Linked DNA regions of Pan troglodytes: region 1 is linked to region 2. The links are chromatin contacts, called in public Hi-C maps. All regions are on one chromosome and are shown on one strand. Each heading gives the region's core, a stretch centred on a gene start, on an enhancer-like site or on the middle of the called end of the contact. The rest is flanking DNA. Distances are from core to core; before and after follow the strand shown.

Region 1 (4,532 bases), core at 2,011-4,510, 370 kb before region 2:
AAACCCCAACTAACTCTAAAAACGTTGATCCTACTTCTCCCTGATCCTCTCATGTTATAGTGGCCTTTTTTCCCTGGGTCTTCACAGTTTTTTCATAGAGATTCTTGGATACCTTATTTTTGGTTTGGATTTCGTTTCTCCAGGGCTACCTTCCCTGATGCCTCCCCCATCAACTCATGTATATATACATGAGGATTATAATGTATACTAATCTTCATTATACATTGTTAATCTCCATTATTCATTCTCTAATTACCAAATACCCCTCCTTGGTGTGGAGGAAAAAAATATTAAATTTGAGCTCAATTGAACGTGGACACAAACAATGGTCACCAAGTCCCGGAACAGGTTGTGTGAACCCCTTGAGGCATTCATCCAGCACTGTTTCGGAGAAATCTCCATTTCAATCTATTCCTATACATTAGTTATTGAAAAACAACAGACAATCACAAAAACAAGTTGACCTTTTTGTGTTCCTTGAGCCCAGTTGTGAAGGGCCCTCGTGACTGGACCTCATGCCAAACAACTCGTTACAAAAGAGCTAGGGTCCCAGACTGTGCCGAAGCTTCACAGACCTCTCCTCGTCTGTGCACAGATGAGTGGCTGACTCTGGAGCCCAGGCTATTGCTTCCTGGCCTGGTGATGAATCCTCCATAGTCTGGTGGTATAAATATATATATATATTTTTCTTCTCCCTTTCCCATTGCAATTTGCTTATTATATCATTTGCTTATTATATCTGCATTGCTATTTATATGGGATTCAAAAGTATTGTGTGTGCCTTTTCTTCTCCCCTCACACGTTTCCCGCACAGAACACTTAGTAGTGCTTATCATTGTTGAATTCTTACATTTATTGAATTAATTATTAAAAGTGTATCCATAATCTGTTTCCCTCCCTGAGCTTCCTAGAGGAGGCCATCACTAAGAATTTGCCATGGAACATGCCATTTTTTGCTCACTATTTTTATATCTAGTGCCTAAAACAAGGCCTGGCACACAGTAGGTGCTCAATGGGTATTTGCGGAATGGCTGGATGAATGGATGGATAGATGGCAACCTAATATCAGTCAGCAATAGCCAGCCCAAGGGTACAGCAGACTTCACAAATTGTTCTTGTACCTTCTAAAACAATTTTGAAAAACAATGTTACATATACCCACATTTAAACATTTATATTAATTTTCATCATTAAGTTTATATGGTTTCAAGAGCATAATTTCTAATATATTATAAAGCTGGAATTTAAAAATTAAACTGTGGGCCAGGTGTGGTGGCTCATGCCTGTAATCCCAGCACTTTGGGAAGCCAGGGTGTGTGGATCACCTGAGATCAGGAGTGTGAGACCAGCCTCAAACTGATGAAACCCCATCTCTACCAAAAACACAAAAATTAGCCAGGCGTGGTGGCAGGCGCCTGTAATCCCAGCTACCCAGGAGGCTGAGGCAGGATAATCTCTTGAACTCAGGAGGTGGAGGTTGCAGTGAGCCAACATTGCACCATTGCACACCAGCCTGGGCAACAGAGCGAGACTCTGTCTCAAACAAACAAACAAAAAATTAAACTGTGGCATCATTCTTTAAGTGTACCTATTAATCTGTTATTATTTCTAATATTCTCTTTGATTTGCTTCCACAGTTCTGTCCCTCAATATTCAAGGAAGGAAAAGCAAAGTTGTTGAATTAAAAAATGCCTAATTAATCATTTAAAAAGACTGAATTAAAGTATTAAAGGAAGTTCCTAGTTTGGGAACTTTGATATTTTTATACTTGGGGCAATGGCACCTTATTAAGACTTGTGAAGACTGACAGGTATGATTTCCTTTCATACAGTAGGGGAAGGGTTATGAACACAGACACGTGCTCAGGCAAACCAGGTTTAGGAAAGAATAGCTGCAGAAATGGAGAACTAACTGATTGTCTAAAAATAATCCTTGGTGTGGCCCTCCTCTTTGGAAAGCCTTGCAGACTCCCATCTGGGGTAATGCAGCCTAGTGACCTGCAGAGGGCAGTGTTGGACAAGCTGTTGGTTCAATCTCTCTGTCTCTTTCTCAGGTTAGTGGAAAGTGCAGTCCAGCTTGGATACAGTGGGAACCCGGCCTGGGCGGCCCAGCCCAGTCCTCTCTGGTGTGTGTGTTTGCACAACGAATTATTCACAGGAAAATGGCTCCAACGAGAATGGCGGCCAGAGACTCCATCCTGTACCTAGAACCAGGGCCTGGGACTGTAAACAGATGAAAACCTTATTTTCTCTCCCCTTCAATAACTGGATTTGGAACAGAAATCAAGGATTGAAGTTGTGGGTCTGAATCAACCCTAAGGGTTTTGTTTTCCCTCTTATGAAGTGAAAACAACAGTGAAATGTCAACGATTCACATCTTCAGGAGACGGTAGGGCAAAGTGGCCAAGAGCTCAGACAGTCGGGAGTTCCCATCCCACTCTACCCTCTCCAAAGGTTAGGTAAGGAGCCTTTCCAAACCTCAGCTTCCCTGGATATCAAATAGGAGCAATCTTACCCTCCTGGCAGCGGTGTTGTGAGGATTAAATACAAGAATGCGGAAGTACTCCTCAAATGAAGGGCATTCAGCAAGAAAGAGCCCAGTAAATAACAGTGATAATGGTGAAAAGGACGATATTGAATTGGCATCTTGCCAGGCATGACATTTTCAAAACTTTCCATTCATGTCTGAAGAGGAAGGATCAGAGGTGAAAAATCAAACTGTCTCAGTGTTGTAAGTTTTACAAGCCTAGGAGCCAGAGGCAGAAACAGCCAGGACAGAAGGCAGAATCAACACATTGAGAGCCTAGCTCTGTGGCGTTGCCCACATCTGCCTTTCAGGGTTGGGGCTCCCATCCTGGTGTTGAAAAGAGGATCTTTGCATCTAAAATAGTGTGTATGATGACTGTGCGACACGACCACCAGACTCAGAAATACTCACCTGCCTCAGACATAAAAGTAAGGACTTCGTTCATTACATTGATCCTCTGTGAAACCTCAAAGGGTAGCAATCAGCTAATTGAAGAAAAATGATAAGTTGGACACATTGCTCGGATGTACTGAAAGTAAGGCTCAGAGCAAAACCCGCTCCCTTCTGCCTCATATAGGGAAAGGTAACAGGGACTAGTGCAGAGAGAGGCATGGAGAGAACTCGGATGAGATCACTGTCCTTTCACCTGGCAGCTGTCCAGCCCCCAAATAGCTTTTGTGTCCAGTCCAAAAATAAGATCACATGAGAGGGGGAGAAATAAATACACAGTGCTTGTCCTTGGCCTTTCTGTGGGCATACCAGTGTCAGCTGCACTTGTAGGGGCCCAAGTGCCTCATGACCCACTCCGCAGCCTTCCTCTCCAGGATCCCCAAGGCTAGGAGGCCAACCTACTAACAGGTGGGTATGGTGTGTGGTTTCACTCAGCTCTTCTCATGGGGTTTCTCTGAGCTCCATTCATACCAGAAAGGGAGCAGGAGAGAGAGGACAAGTGGATCCAACAGCCTTCGCTCCAGGGGAATCAGGGCATCGCCTCCTTTTCTGGGAGGACACTCCCTTCTGATGGTGAATGGGAACTCCCTTCCTCCTGCAGCAGCCTGCCTGCAGCCGTCCTGGTAGAACAGTGTGGACATTGCAGAAGCTGTCACTGCCCCAGAAAGAAAGCACCCCAGAGCCAAGGCAAAGAGGTGAGTGCATCTGTTTCTGCAAAGGGCTCAGATTGCTACAGACTTTCTGCTTGGCTTCATGTTGTGCTCAGCATGAACGTTCTCCCTCACCCCCGCCTTCCTTTTCTCCTCCCTGATCTGGGTCTGTGGCAAGCTTGAGTCTATGTGATGAATGTTAGAGTGAAATATTCCTGTACTGCCTTCTCTCATTCAAAGGCCAATTCACTCCCAGAAAGAACTGGGTAGGTCTGGTTCTTAGTGGGGAAGCAGGAAATGGTTCCTACTAAGTGAATTATCTTTGCTGAGATCCAAGAAGATGTTTACCAGGAAATCATTAGACAAATCCCATTACAGTAGACTTAATGCTTCATTTTAAAAAGCACTGCATGAAATAGAAAATAAAAGGATGCCAGCTGATTCTTTGTCGTTGGCAAAAAGGAAAAAACAAAAATGAGACATGCAGAGCCTCTTTTTCCCCATCACCTCCCTTCCCCATCTCTTCCTGATTTCTTAGAGCCCTGCAAAACATACTTAACAGATTCAAGTATTCCTTTCTCTGGTTGAAAACAAGAGGAATAAAATCAGGGGTTTGGGGAAAATTGCTCTGTACACAGACTTCAGAGACAAAGAGGAGAAACAGATTTTGCAGCCTCGGTCTCCCCTATAATGCCTCCTCATAGAACATGTACCTATATCCATTTAGGGATATGGATAGACGCCACTATCACTTCCACACACAAACTGTTATCCTGGATGTAGTCTGCCCCTAGGCTATGGACTACAAATACCCATGCTAAGAAGCAACCAACAAAATTCTGGTAGGAACAAGGTCATTACTTGAATAAGTCAGGATTCATTTAGTAACCATGGACTGAAACCCAG
Region 2 (4,281 bases), core at 1,503-4,002:
TCTGTAGGCAGTGTCTGTCCATCTGTCTTTCAAGCTGTCCAGCCCAAAGCTGAAACAGCTGAAACGCTGAACCGGAAAGCTTAGGAGGTAGTGCCAGGCCAGAGTTCTAACCTCTTGTTCTGACACATCGTCTCTTCCTCAAAGGACTAGGGTCCCCAAGGCTGTTTCCTGGTTCTGGGCCTTCTACCACTGAGCTCAGCCTGGCTGAGTCTGAATTCTGCAGATCTGAGCTCTGGGGAACCTTCTTGAGGGCCTCAGGCTGTGCCCCCCTCCTTTGCTCTCTGTACTTTGTATGCACTGCTGATGTTAACTGTAATTAAGTGATTCTTTGATCAACTATTTGTTTAATGTCTATCTCCCGAACTTGACTATAAATGGTAGGAGTCCAGAATTTCTACACAGGTGGAAGGAAATAATCTGTTTGGGTAGGGGGGCCTTTGCTTCCATTGCTTAATACTTACTAAGGTTGAGAAATGTCAACTGAACACAGAAATGAATGGGGGTTCTGATGGAGATTGTAGGAAGAAAACACATGCCATCCTCACCTCTCCATGCCCTCCCTGTGGCATCACCACTGACTATAAGCCCTATAAGAGCAAAAATTGTGTCTGTCCCTTTTCTCACTATAACTGTTAACAGCTGGCACTATGCCTGAAACATAAGAAGTGTGTCACAAAAATAACACCAAAAAAACAATTTTTTGTGGAATAAATAAAATTTTTAAATGGAGCCTTGCACTTCTGGTCTGCAAAAGAGGGGTGACACAATCAAGACCCATTTTTTTTTTTTTTTATTTTAGACGGAGTCTCGCTCTGTCACCCAGGCTGGAGTGCAGTGGCGCGATCCCGGCTCACTGCAAGCTCCGCCCCTCCAGGTTTAAGCAATTCTCCGTCTCAGCCTCTGGAGTAGCTGGGATTACAGGCGCATGCCGCCATGCCCGGCTAATTTTTTTGTATTTTTAGTACAGACGGGGTTTCACCATCTTGGCCAGGCTGGTCTTGAACTCCTGACCTTGTGATCCACCCGCCTCAGCCTCCCAAAGTGCTGGGATTACAGGCATGAGCCACCGCACCCAGCCAAAGACCCAGCTTTTTGAAACAATTTTACATATGAAAACATGCTGCACATACAACTGGCATACAGTAAGTGCTCCAGAAGTGACTGTCATTGAATTGGAATTCCTGCCTCTCCTCAATCCCACTAACTCCAGGTCCTAGCAAGCCTAGGAGATTAATAAAAGAACAAAGCTCAAAACTGAACCTACTCTACTCCCCTGGCCACAATCTGGTGGGAGTGAGGCTGTTTTTATTGGAATCAGGGTAAAAGATTGTCATTAGCCCTGGCAGGAATGCAAGGTTGTTAGGATGTGCCTCTAGCAGGAAAGTTATACCTGGGGAAGACATCGAGTAGCTTTGGAATGAACAGAGTCAGATGAAGCAGAAAAACAAATCCAGCACAGGCCTACCGGCCACCCAATCCTAAAGAAGGAACATGATGTCTTCACCCTGCAATGGAGCAAATGCTCTGCATTCCCCAACCACCTTTCGTTCTGTCCCCTCACCCCCTAAACTGTGGCCCCAGGGCTGCTGGAGAGGTTTAAAACACAAATCAGAATGTGTCAGACCTTGCTTAAAATCCTTAATAGGATGACATCTGAATTCCTCACCAGGCTCACTTCAAACTTGCTCATAAAGCTGTGGCCACAGAGGCCTTCTGTCAGTACCTCTAATATGCCAGGCTTTTCCCACACACGGCCTCCACCCATGCTCCCTCTGCCTGAGATGTTTCTCCAGTCCTCCCTCAGATTCACTTCTCAGTCTTTGGGTCTCAACTCACAACTAGAAGCCGCCCTCTCAGAGACATTCCCTGATGACCAAATCAGAATCAGCTCCTTCCACCATCCCCCACCTCCCCGGCAAGCAACATACCCCAGAGAAAGCTCATTTCCCTCCTAGCACTTAGAACCTCATGTTGCAGTCTGTCTGTCTGTCTGTCTTTTCAAAAGACTGTGAGCTTCACAAGGGCAGGGAGGGCTGTCTGTCCCTCACCACTGAGTCTCCAGAGTCAGGGCAGGCCCCACTACAGAATCGATCAATGAATGAGTGAATGAATGAATGAATGAATGAAATTTTCATAACTGCTGCTCCAAACCATTCCTCAGCTTAGGTTCCAAGCACAACCAGAATATGACCTCCAGAGCCCTTCTAGACGCTCTGAATCTCGCTGTACTTAAGCATCAGAGGCCCCTCCCAGCTCAAGATTGGGAGCTCCTCCTTCTCCCCACCACAGGCTGGGGTCTCCTCGCATTCTCTTTCAGGGAAGCTGAGAAAGACTATGAAATGTAATCCTGTCTGTCTCCTGAGTTTCTCTAATAAAGAAAACAGGATAGCAACCCCCCTCCCCGCGGCTCCTCCAATCCTCCTTTTCTGCCATAGATTTAAGATTTATTTATTCCCATCCTTCTAATTGTTTCAGCAAGGGCCATGGGTGAGCACCAGCTGGAAAATTACTGCTTCAGCTTTCATTGTTTAAAATGCTTAAATGACATGCGAGAAACAGGTTTTTAGGTCTGTGATGCTGAGAAGGGTTGGTAGCAAAGCCAGGTTGCAAAGACCTAGAAAATCAGTGCTACAATTTACCAGCTCTTCCATATACCCGGTGCAGGACCCTTGGCCTCAGTTCCTACAGCTGACAGAGAGGGCGATACTTAACTTCAACACCCTTAAAAGGAAGTCCTGCACAGCTGTACCCATTTTTCTGGCGAAGAGTTCTCTTGGTCTTAGAGAAAGGTCTCGCCCCTGAAAGGAAGGCTGAGGTTCCCTAGGGGAGAGTCTGCTCTGCCCTCAGGAGCTGGGTAAGTACACGGAGAGGTGAGCCGAATGGTGAGAAGGCATTTTAGGCTAGGACTCGGTGACCTTGGGCTGCCTGTCTCTAGAGTCCCAGCCCCAGCCCTAGGCCAGACCTCAGCCCTGGGCTGGGAGCCTTTCATTGGTTCCTCTGACAACAGCCAAGCACAATCCTATAGTGGCGTAGGAAGAAAAAGACTGCCACACAATCTCCCCGTGAGGCCAGAACAGCGGCAAGACAGATCTTACAAGGGACTCAGGGCCAAGCCCTGGCCCAGACTCTGCTCTTATCCACGCCTCAAAGCCACCCCCCGCCCCGGACTTCCCGGAGGCTACAGGCTCCTCCGTTCCAGGGAGGAGCAGGGCCTGCTGCGAGGGCTCCCCGCCTTCCTGGAGTCAGGCCTAATGGCGGGGGCTTTTCTTTCACCGGCTTGAGCTGATCCTCACCCCCGCCCCCCAACGCCACCATCATTAACAGCAAAGAAAGGATCCCCAGCCATTTCCATTTCCTCTGCGGCTCAAGAGCCCCGTTGTTATTTAATCCTGAGGCCACCCCGGCAGCATCCTCGGCGCAGCCGGCTCCACCCATCCACCTGGCCAGTTCTCGGCCGCTCCCACTTCCCCGGAGGGGAGGCTGGTGAGAGGTGGGGGATATTGGGGAAAGGCGCCTACAACAGCGAAGGGCCGTGGGCCTTCGGTGGACCGAGGCTCCTCAGGCCAGCGTCCTGTGAGGGCTGGGAAACCGACTGGGACAGAGAGAGGACACCTAGCTAGGGCGACAGAGAGCGGGCAGACGCCCGGGCACTGCGGACATTGCACTGGGGCGGGGGGCTGGGGGAACGCTGGGAGGCGAGGGCCAGGCTTCCTCTGGCTGAGTTGCCAGAATCGCCCCGGGGGGTACTGGAGCCGGAAGAGGCCTGGGCCCAGTCACTGTCTACACCCAAGAAATGGGGGGAGGGGCGGCCAGCACTCACGAGAGATTCAGCCTCAGGAAAAAGAACCAGATTCACTCACCAATCCTCACCCCACCCTTTGATATGAATGATGGACATTTTCCTAATTTTTGGTAAACGCAGCTTCAAGACCCCTCCCGCCTGGCGTCTCTGGCCTAGAGCAAGAGAAGGCCCCCAGTAGGGGTCCTCCCGCCCCCCCCTTTTGACTGCCTGCGGGGGGCAGAGATCCCCAGATCTAGGTGTGTCCTCCCCCACCCTGCTCTCAACCCGGGATCCGGAGGCCGCAGCGCCCCCCACCCCCCAGCGACACTGACGGTTCCTGCCCAGGCCCGCAGTGGCGTGAAGGTGGCCTTTACCTCCTCTCGCAGGCTGGGAGGGGGTGCAGCCCGCGCAGCTGGCCCAGCTGCAGCAGTCGCCGCCGCCCTCCATTCATTTAAAAAAAAAAAAAAAGGCAACAACAACCTCCACTGGAACCTCCACCC

What was found. Hi-C and Micro-C count contacts between places; a contact is called where the count stands out from the background.
Region 1: a Hi-C map of induced pluripotent stem cells shows a contact between it and region 2, with 2.7 times the contacts expected there. The contact joins the promoter of FGF1 here to the promoter of SPRY4 in region 2. A contact is called at or near these places in 3 of 7 Hi-C or Micro-C datasets (induced pluripotent stem cells and stem cell-derived neural progenitor cells) and 1 of 1 other capture datasets (stem cell-derived neural stem cells).

The regions. Positions count from the first base shown.
Region 1 is chr4:140,413,502-140,418,033 of NHGRI_mPanTro3-v2.0_pri, reverse strand. FGF1 (fibroblast growth factor 1) reads left to right here and starts at 3,260. Exons shown (of 3, transcript XM_024356768.3): 1 at 3,260-3,384. All of the region lies in intron 3 of LOC107974888 (a long non-coding RNA gene), which reads right to left.
Region 2 is chr4:140,042,008-140,046,288 of NHGRI_mPanTro3-v2.0_pri, reverse strand. It overlaps SPRY4 (sprouty RTK signaling antagonist 4), which reads left to right and starts at 2,752. Exons shown (of 4, transcript XM_527058.8): 1 at 2,752-2,854. LOC104006586 (a long non-coding RNA gene) reads right to left here. Exons shown (of 4, transcript XR_010157338.1): 1 at 4,156-4,281.